Regions from separate parts of the Hordeum vulgare genome. Here region 1 is linked to region 2. A link is a contact called in public Hi-C data. All regions are on one chromosome and are shown on one strand. The core of a region is the stretch at or near the end of the contact, and the rest is flanking DNA. Distances in the headings are between cores, read along the strand shown.

What was found. Hi-C and Micro-C count contacts between places; a contact is called where the count stands out from the background.
Region 1: a contact with region 2 is called in a Hi-C map of seedling, with 3 times the contacts expected there. The contact joins the promoter of LOC123403521 here to the promoter of LOC123403362 in region 2. A contact is called at or near these places in 3 of 6 Hi-C or Micro-C datasets (leaf and seedling).

Annotation. Positions count from the first base shown.
Region 1 is chr6H:435,934,073-435,937,649 of MorexV3_pseudomolecules_assembly, forward strand. LOC123403521 (probable methyltransferase PMT15) reads right to left here and starts at 1,466. Exons shown (of 6, transcript XM_045097453.1): 1 at 412-1,466. The coding sequence starts at 1,146.
Region 2 is chr6H:435,729,124-435,732,457 of MorexV3_pseudomolecules_assembly, forward strand. LOC123403362 (cytochrome P450 87A3-like) reads right to left here and starts at 1,912. Exons shown (of 9, transcript XM_045097301.1): 1 at 1,568-1,912; 2 at 1,090-1,414; 3 at 837-986; 4 at 411-662; 5 at 187-276. The coding sequence starts at 1,764.

The sequences.
Region 1 (3,577 bases), core at 216-2,715, 200 kb after region 2:
GATGGCCATTTTTTTGTCAATAATTTTGTGGCACCAGTTGAAAAGCGACAAGTCAAGTTTTCTTTGATGGATGACAGCTGAGAACTGACTAGTCCAGGAGAAGCGAATTTTACAGTCCACTCGTGCTGTTTCAACCAAATTTGTTATCTTTACTCGTACTAGATGTAGTTCATAGTTGCATAATTCACAGGTTTAGGTGAAAATTTGAACAATGTGCTATGTACTGCACTTTGTTCAACATTCTGCAGTTTCTTCTCTCTAGTACTACTACTATCTGAGTAACTGACGGACCTGTTTGTCCTCGGCTGAGCAAGAGATGTTCGTGTTTCCATTTCTAATACTACCACAAGAATCGGTTTCGAGCAAGCAATCCATTCTAAACCTAGTTAATTAAGAAGCTTGGTAACTTACCCCGCAGCCGGTGTCGAGCGCGGTGCGGATGGAGCCGTCGTGGAGCGGGATGAGCTTCCCGATGTCGTCGATGTAGGCGTCGGCGCCGTGCGGGAACATGGTCCCGCCGCCGGGGAACCGGAGCTTGTCCCCGTCGACGCGGATCCAGTTCTGCACCGCCTTCTCCACGGTGAGCTCCTTGTGCGGCACGTTGGCGAACCACGCGACGTCCCGGCTGGCCGGCCACGGGAACGGGTTGCGGTACCCGGCCGGCGCCGGCACCAGGCACCGCAGCCGCTCGCGCCCCGAGGGGCAGTGCCGCTCCCGGTACACCAGCCGGTCCCGCGGGTACCGCAGCGACCGCTTCACGTCCTCGCACGGCGTGTACTCCGAGTACTCGGCCGGGCACGCCGGGTACCTCCGCGGCGCCGAGGATGCCGAGGACGCGGCCCTGGCCGCCACGGCGTCGACCGCCGCCGCGTGGTGCGCGGAGAAGTCGAGGGACGGAGTGGTGGTGGTGGTGGTGGTGGTGGTGGTGGAGGGGGTGAGGGTGGTGGTGCAGGAGATGTCGGTGGCGATGGTGACGGAGCGGGAGGGAGAGGAAGGGGAGAAGCCGCCGCCGTGGTGCCAGGCGCCGAGGAGGTAGGAGGCGGAGCAGAGGAGGGCGACGGCGGCGAGCGGCAGGAAGAAGGAGCGCCGGGCGCCGGAGTGGGTGGGCGGGATGTGCAGCTTGGTGGCCGCCGAGCGGACCCCCATTGCTCCTTCCTCGCTCTGCTCGGAGCCCGGTGGTGTCGTCCTCTGCTCGCTTCTCAGTGCCCACTTCACTCTGGCTTCGTCGGTGTGGTCACTGAGCTGGTAGCCCTGCCCGTTAGGTAGCGGCGAGGCGGGGGCATCACACGGCTGTGAATAGCGCGTTTGATTTCCTCGACTGTGCGTGGATTAGGTAGTGATTACGGGTGAACGTCACCCGTAAACATCAAGGATTTCACCACGCATCGCTCTGTAATTCCGTGTTGTTCTCAAGAATGTTCAGCTCGTGAGGCCACTGGATCTCGATGCTCATGTGATTTGCTCACTGCACACCATCGTAAGCTTTTGTTATTTGTCTTTACTGCTCATCGCCGGTGGCTCTAGCACGTGATGGAAACATTCGCCGAGCTCAAGTATAAACAAGTAGCAAATTTTTTTGGACAGGAAGTGTAACTACTGAGCTATGATAGTGGTAAGAGCAAAGAAAATAATATAACTAACCGTTGGCTATGGCGTACTAGACCCAAGTACGGCTTTAGAGCAATCTGCCGGATGTCGTCTATTCCCGATTCGTAAAAAGTTATTAATATTTTTGTGACAAATATCTATATATGATCTACAATTCAAATTGTTGAACGGAATCTATATCTCCCCTAATCTTCCCTAATAATAAGGCAGCTACTGCTTCTGCCGTACGTCGTGGATATTTTGCAAAAAAAAATACTTGTCTTTTCAAATAATTAACCCGCAGTCCCTCTTTAAGTGACTAACCAGGAAAACATTTCGTTCTTACAAAAAGAACCTCGTGTTTTGGAGTATTCCATCCGAGATCCTTCTATTAAGATAAGGTTTCGGTGGTCACGGGCTCACGGCCGAGGTGAGGAGGCTGGAGTGCGCCCCGGTGCCGGCGCCGGCTCGGCTGGTGCAGCACGCGCCGAGGGCTCTCGTGGTGCTGACGGAGGCGAGGCGGCCGGACGTGGGGCCGTCGGAGGCCGCGTGCGTGGACGAGAGGGCGGACGACTTCATCAACAAGTTCTGGCAGCAGCTGCAGCTGCCGGCCGCGAGGAAGCCGGCGAGCAAGACGGGCAACGAGGCGGAGAAGGCGGCCAGGGCGAAGGTGGCGACCAAGAAGGCGGTCACGACCGAGGTGAGGAGGCTGGAGCGCGCCCCGGTGCCGGCGCCGGCTCGGCTGGTGCAACACGCGCCGAGGGCTCCCGCGGTGCTGACGGAGGCGCATCTCTGCCCGCTGGCCGCCGCCGTCGCATCTCTGCCCGCTGGCCGCCGCCGCCGCATCTCTGCACGCTGGCCACCGCCGCCGCATCTCTGCCCGCTGGCCAGCCATGTCTCCTTCCAATCCCGGGAAGGAATTCAGGGACCTGGTGCTCAGGAGCAGCGAGCTCGCCACGCTCGCCGCCATCTTCCACTTCAGGTACAAAAATAAGAATCTGAGCTCCCTCTGAAGATGGGAGGGAATGCAGTCAACAGTTAACTGAATTTCTTGTTCTGCTCTGGTCTGAGTGTGACTGACAACTACATTTGTTTATTTCTCTTGCTCTCTTGGCTGCTCCAGCGGCACCAAGCCGAGCTACCTTGGCGTGCAGAAGAGCTGACCCCCCGCATCGAGGTGGGTCTCTCCCGGCCATGGTTGCGACCACCCTCTCCTTCACCATCCTGCGTGTTGGAATTATGCCCTAGAGGCAATAATAAATATAGTTATTATTATAATTCCTATATCAAGATAATCGTTTATTATCCATGCTATAATTGTATTGAAAGAAGACTCATTTACATGTGTGGATACATAGACAAAACACCGTCCCTAGCAAGCCTCTAGTTGGCTAGCCAGTTGATCAAAGATAGTCAGTGTCTTCTGATTATGAACAAGGTGTTGTTGCTTGATAACTGGATCACGTCATTAGGAGAATCACGTGATGGACTAGACCCAAACTAATAGACGTAGCATGTTGATCGTGTCATTTTGTTGCTACTGTTTTCTGCGTGTCAAGTATTTATCCCTATGACCATGAGATCATATAACTCACTGACACCGGAGGAATGCTTTGTGTGTATCAAACGTCGCAACGTAACTGGGTGACTATAAAGATGCTCTACAGGTATCTCCGAAGGTGTTGGTTGAGTTAGTATGGATCAAGACTGGGATTTGTCACTCCGTGTGACGGAGAGGTATCTCGGGGCCCACTCGGTAATACAACATCACACACAAGCCTTGCAAGCAATGTGACTTAGTGTAAGTTGCGGGATCTTGTATTACAGAACGAGTAAAGAGACTTGCCGGTAAACGAGATTGAAATAGGTATGCGGATACTGACGATCGAATCTCGGGCAAGTAACATACCGAAGGACAAAGGGAATGACATACGGGATTATATGAGTCCTTGGCACTGAGGTTCAAACGATAAGATCTTCGTAGAATATG
Region 2 (3,334 bases), core at 662-3,161:
GAGCACAAAGCATGCCACTTGCATAATCGCATCTGGTCTGTCAAGGTTCCTCAAAACCTTGCCACTATCACAGTGCAGCCCTAACAGCCATTCGTTAGCCATTGTTACGTCGAGTAAATCATTTCTTAATTAATCGTGCAATTTGCATCATAGCTTAGCTAGGTACGTAGTCCCGGTTAGGCTCACCTGAGAGGTGAAGGTCATGGACTTGTACTCTGCCCACGTGAGGCCGGCATCCGGGTCCTTCCTGTCCCTAACGATCGCCTCGTGCTCCTCCTGACCACACAAAGATCGTCAATTGTTATTTTGCACACAAGCAGCTTAAGCCTGGTTGCCTTGCCGCTGCACACAAACATCGATTCGAGATCGATAGACGTAAAGTCACATGCAGTTTATACATGACCACTAACCGTTAGCGCGTCGAGCACCCTCGGGTTCTCGGTAATGAGCCTGATGCCTAGCGTGAGGGCCAAGGCAGTCGTCTCGAAGCTCGCGAAGAGGAGCACGAACATGAGGTCCAGCGCCACCGTCTCGGTAAGCACGGGCTTCTCCCTCCTCAGCTCCTCGATCATCACGTCGAGGAAGTCCTGGCGCTGCCTCCCCTGGTCCGCCATCCTCTCCCTCATCATCCTCTTGAGCACCTTCATGGCGTTCCTTCTCCCCTGCACAGACATGCAATTGCAGCTCCGTCAAGCGTTCCGGGCAGATCAGAGAAGCTTAACGGAGTGGGTTCCGCGAGAGCAGCCATTTGACTGGTCGTATGTTGACTTGACAGGCATGTGCAGTTTTGTGCACTACGTACGCTTGTCAAGAAGCCTTTGTGGCTTTGTGCGTACCTTCATGCACTCATGATACGCTGTGCCGGGGATGTTCACCGGGAACGAGATAAGCCCCCTGATGAAGGCCACGAAGTTCTTCCTCAGGCTCTTGGACGACTTGGTTGGCTCGTAACCGATCAGCTTCTTCGCGGTAATGTCAAAGATCATCTAGGACAAGGAACAAACAGGAGATGCACATCAGCAATGATCTCTCTAACCTGATGATGTTAAACGTAGTACCAGGTAGTTCATGTACTGAACATGGCCTTACTGTGGAGAGACCGTCCTTGAGCTCGACGCTCGGCTGGCCAGCCCAGGAGGCAAGGGTGGCGCGGCAGGCAGTGTCGGTGTCGGCGAGGAGCACAGCCCGGAGGTTCTCCTGGCCGTACAGGCGGAGCACGAGGGTCTTGAGGTACTTGTACATGAACCCGTGCAGGGAGCCGACGTTGTCACGGCCAAAAATCTCGGTGAACGTGGCCGGGTACCAGCTCTCGAACAGCTTTCCTTCCTGCTGGAAGATGTAGTGGTTAAGGTCCGGGTCTGCCGACACCACCACCGCCCGGCCGACGACGCTGGTCTTGAAGATGGTACCGTACCTATGCACACGCATTCAATCAATGTCAGAGAGCAAGCTCAGTCTCATGCGTACTTACTCCAATAGTCCAATGTGATCATGAACTGATTGGGTTTGGATGCTGGCACCGTGGTGCATAACGGTGGTACTACATGTGGTTAGCTAGCTACCCTACCTGTTCACCCTATCCTTGACAAAGGGGGAGACGTCGCAGGTAGGATTAGGGGCGAAGAACTGCATGGTCTCGCCGAGGAGAGGGAGCCCGAGGGAGCCCGGAGGCAGCCGGCCGTTCGCCTTGGGGTGGCTCCATCTGTACGCCCACAGGATAGAAGCTACCGCCATGGCCAAGGCAAAAACCCATAGTGTTTCCATGGAGGACCCCAAGCTGCAACTAAAGACTAGTACTGCTGTATCGGCCGACCCTATATATTAGATTAGGTCAAGAGCAATGGCGGTGCTCGAGAGAGAGAGAGAGAGAGAGGAGAAGCTAGCGCAAGATATGGCTAGCTGCAACAAGTACGGGGAGCTATGTTGGGAGATTTGCCTCGCCTTATATAGTGGTTTCGTCGGAAATGCCGCGGGAGGCCGCCAGGCAGGAACTTAAACAATTGGGAGGAGGAGAATTATTGCTGCAGAGAGTGTTTATCTTTTTGACGGGGAAGAAATTCTTGCAAGCTTGCGCAGGATCTGCTCTCGTGTGCTGTGGTGTTATGTTCCGACGACTGTGCTACCCGCCACAGGGGTCAAGCTGTTGTGTTCTGAACTTTTTAGAGTGGTTACATCTTTAAGGCTGGCCATGTCCGAGTCCGAGTGCGTGCATGATTCAGGATAAAAGCATGTACAGCTAGCAATGTATTTGCCGGCTGTTCTCCGGACCACGAGTTGTTCTTTTGGCATCTGTTAGGTGATTATTAGGCGAGACGCCAAGCTATGCGCTTGGGTTTCGAATGGTCCGTGTGTGGCTGTGTGTCCTTCCATTTTGCCTTTCTGTTGGACAGTACTACGTACATATAGGTTCAAAATACAGATGTCAATTAGTTCGACAGAATCAAACGGTTCGGTAGGAATGCAAATGTCTGTTTGTATTTGGAAGAAACAATAGTTATGAACTGTCAAGACTAGGCTGCCCCATGTAAACTCTGTGGATAAGAAACTACGAAAACCTGGCGGGGCATGGTAGAACAGTAGAAGAAAATGGTAGAATATCCACCGGCACACAAAAGATTGTCAAATGCCCATCGACAGCGAGTCAACACTTGTTTTTATTATCGGCCGCTTTTGGCCTGTTGCTGTGAGCATCAGAGCATGCATCGATCTAGTAAGACGTCGCAATCACAAGTGGTACGTACGTACCGGCAAAGTGCAGAGAGGTACATGTTCTTTCGTTCCGGACTATCTTATGCATATAAATCTGCTTGTGCTGGCCCTGAATTCAGCACACAGTAGCTAGGATGCCATACGCACAGCAGATCGACATGAATCTTCCATGAACGTCATACGACCTGTCGTTGGGACGACCGATCCATCCATCCATCGATCGATCACGCGTGAACTTGCATTGTCACGTCAGGTTTAAGTGTGCGTGCCCGTGACAAGTGGTTCCACGCACGCACGGCCACGTAACGTACATGCATGCCGCCATTTTTTGTCAGCATGTTTGTCGGTCGACACGGTCGTATCGAGCTGGCAGGGTCGCCTTCCTCCAGATGTTCATGCATGCACCTTGCTTTCCTTACGTGCGTACGTGCATGCATACATACACGTGTGCTCGTTCGTGCAGGGGTATTGCACCGTCCTATCAGTTCTCCCCATTGATTATACGATTAATGAATTGATCAGCTCCGCACACGACCGGACTCGGCATGTATGAAACCGTGACACGGCCGGCACCGGCACCACTGACGCTGACCGAAGATCGATCCTTGAGAGGTGTAGTCGAGCA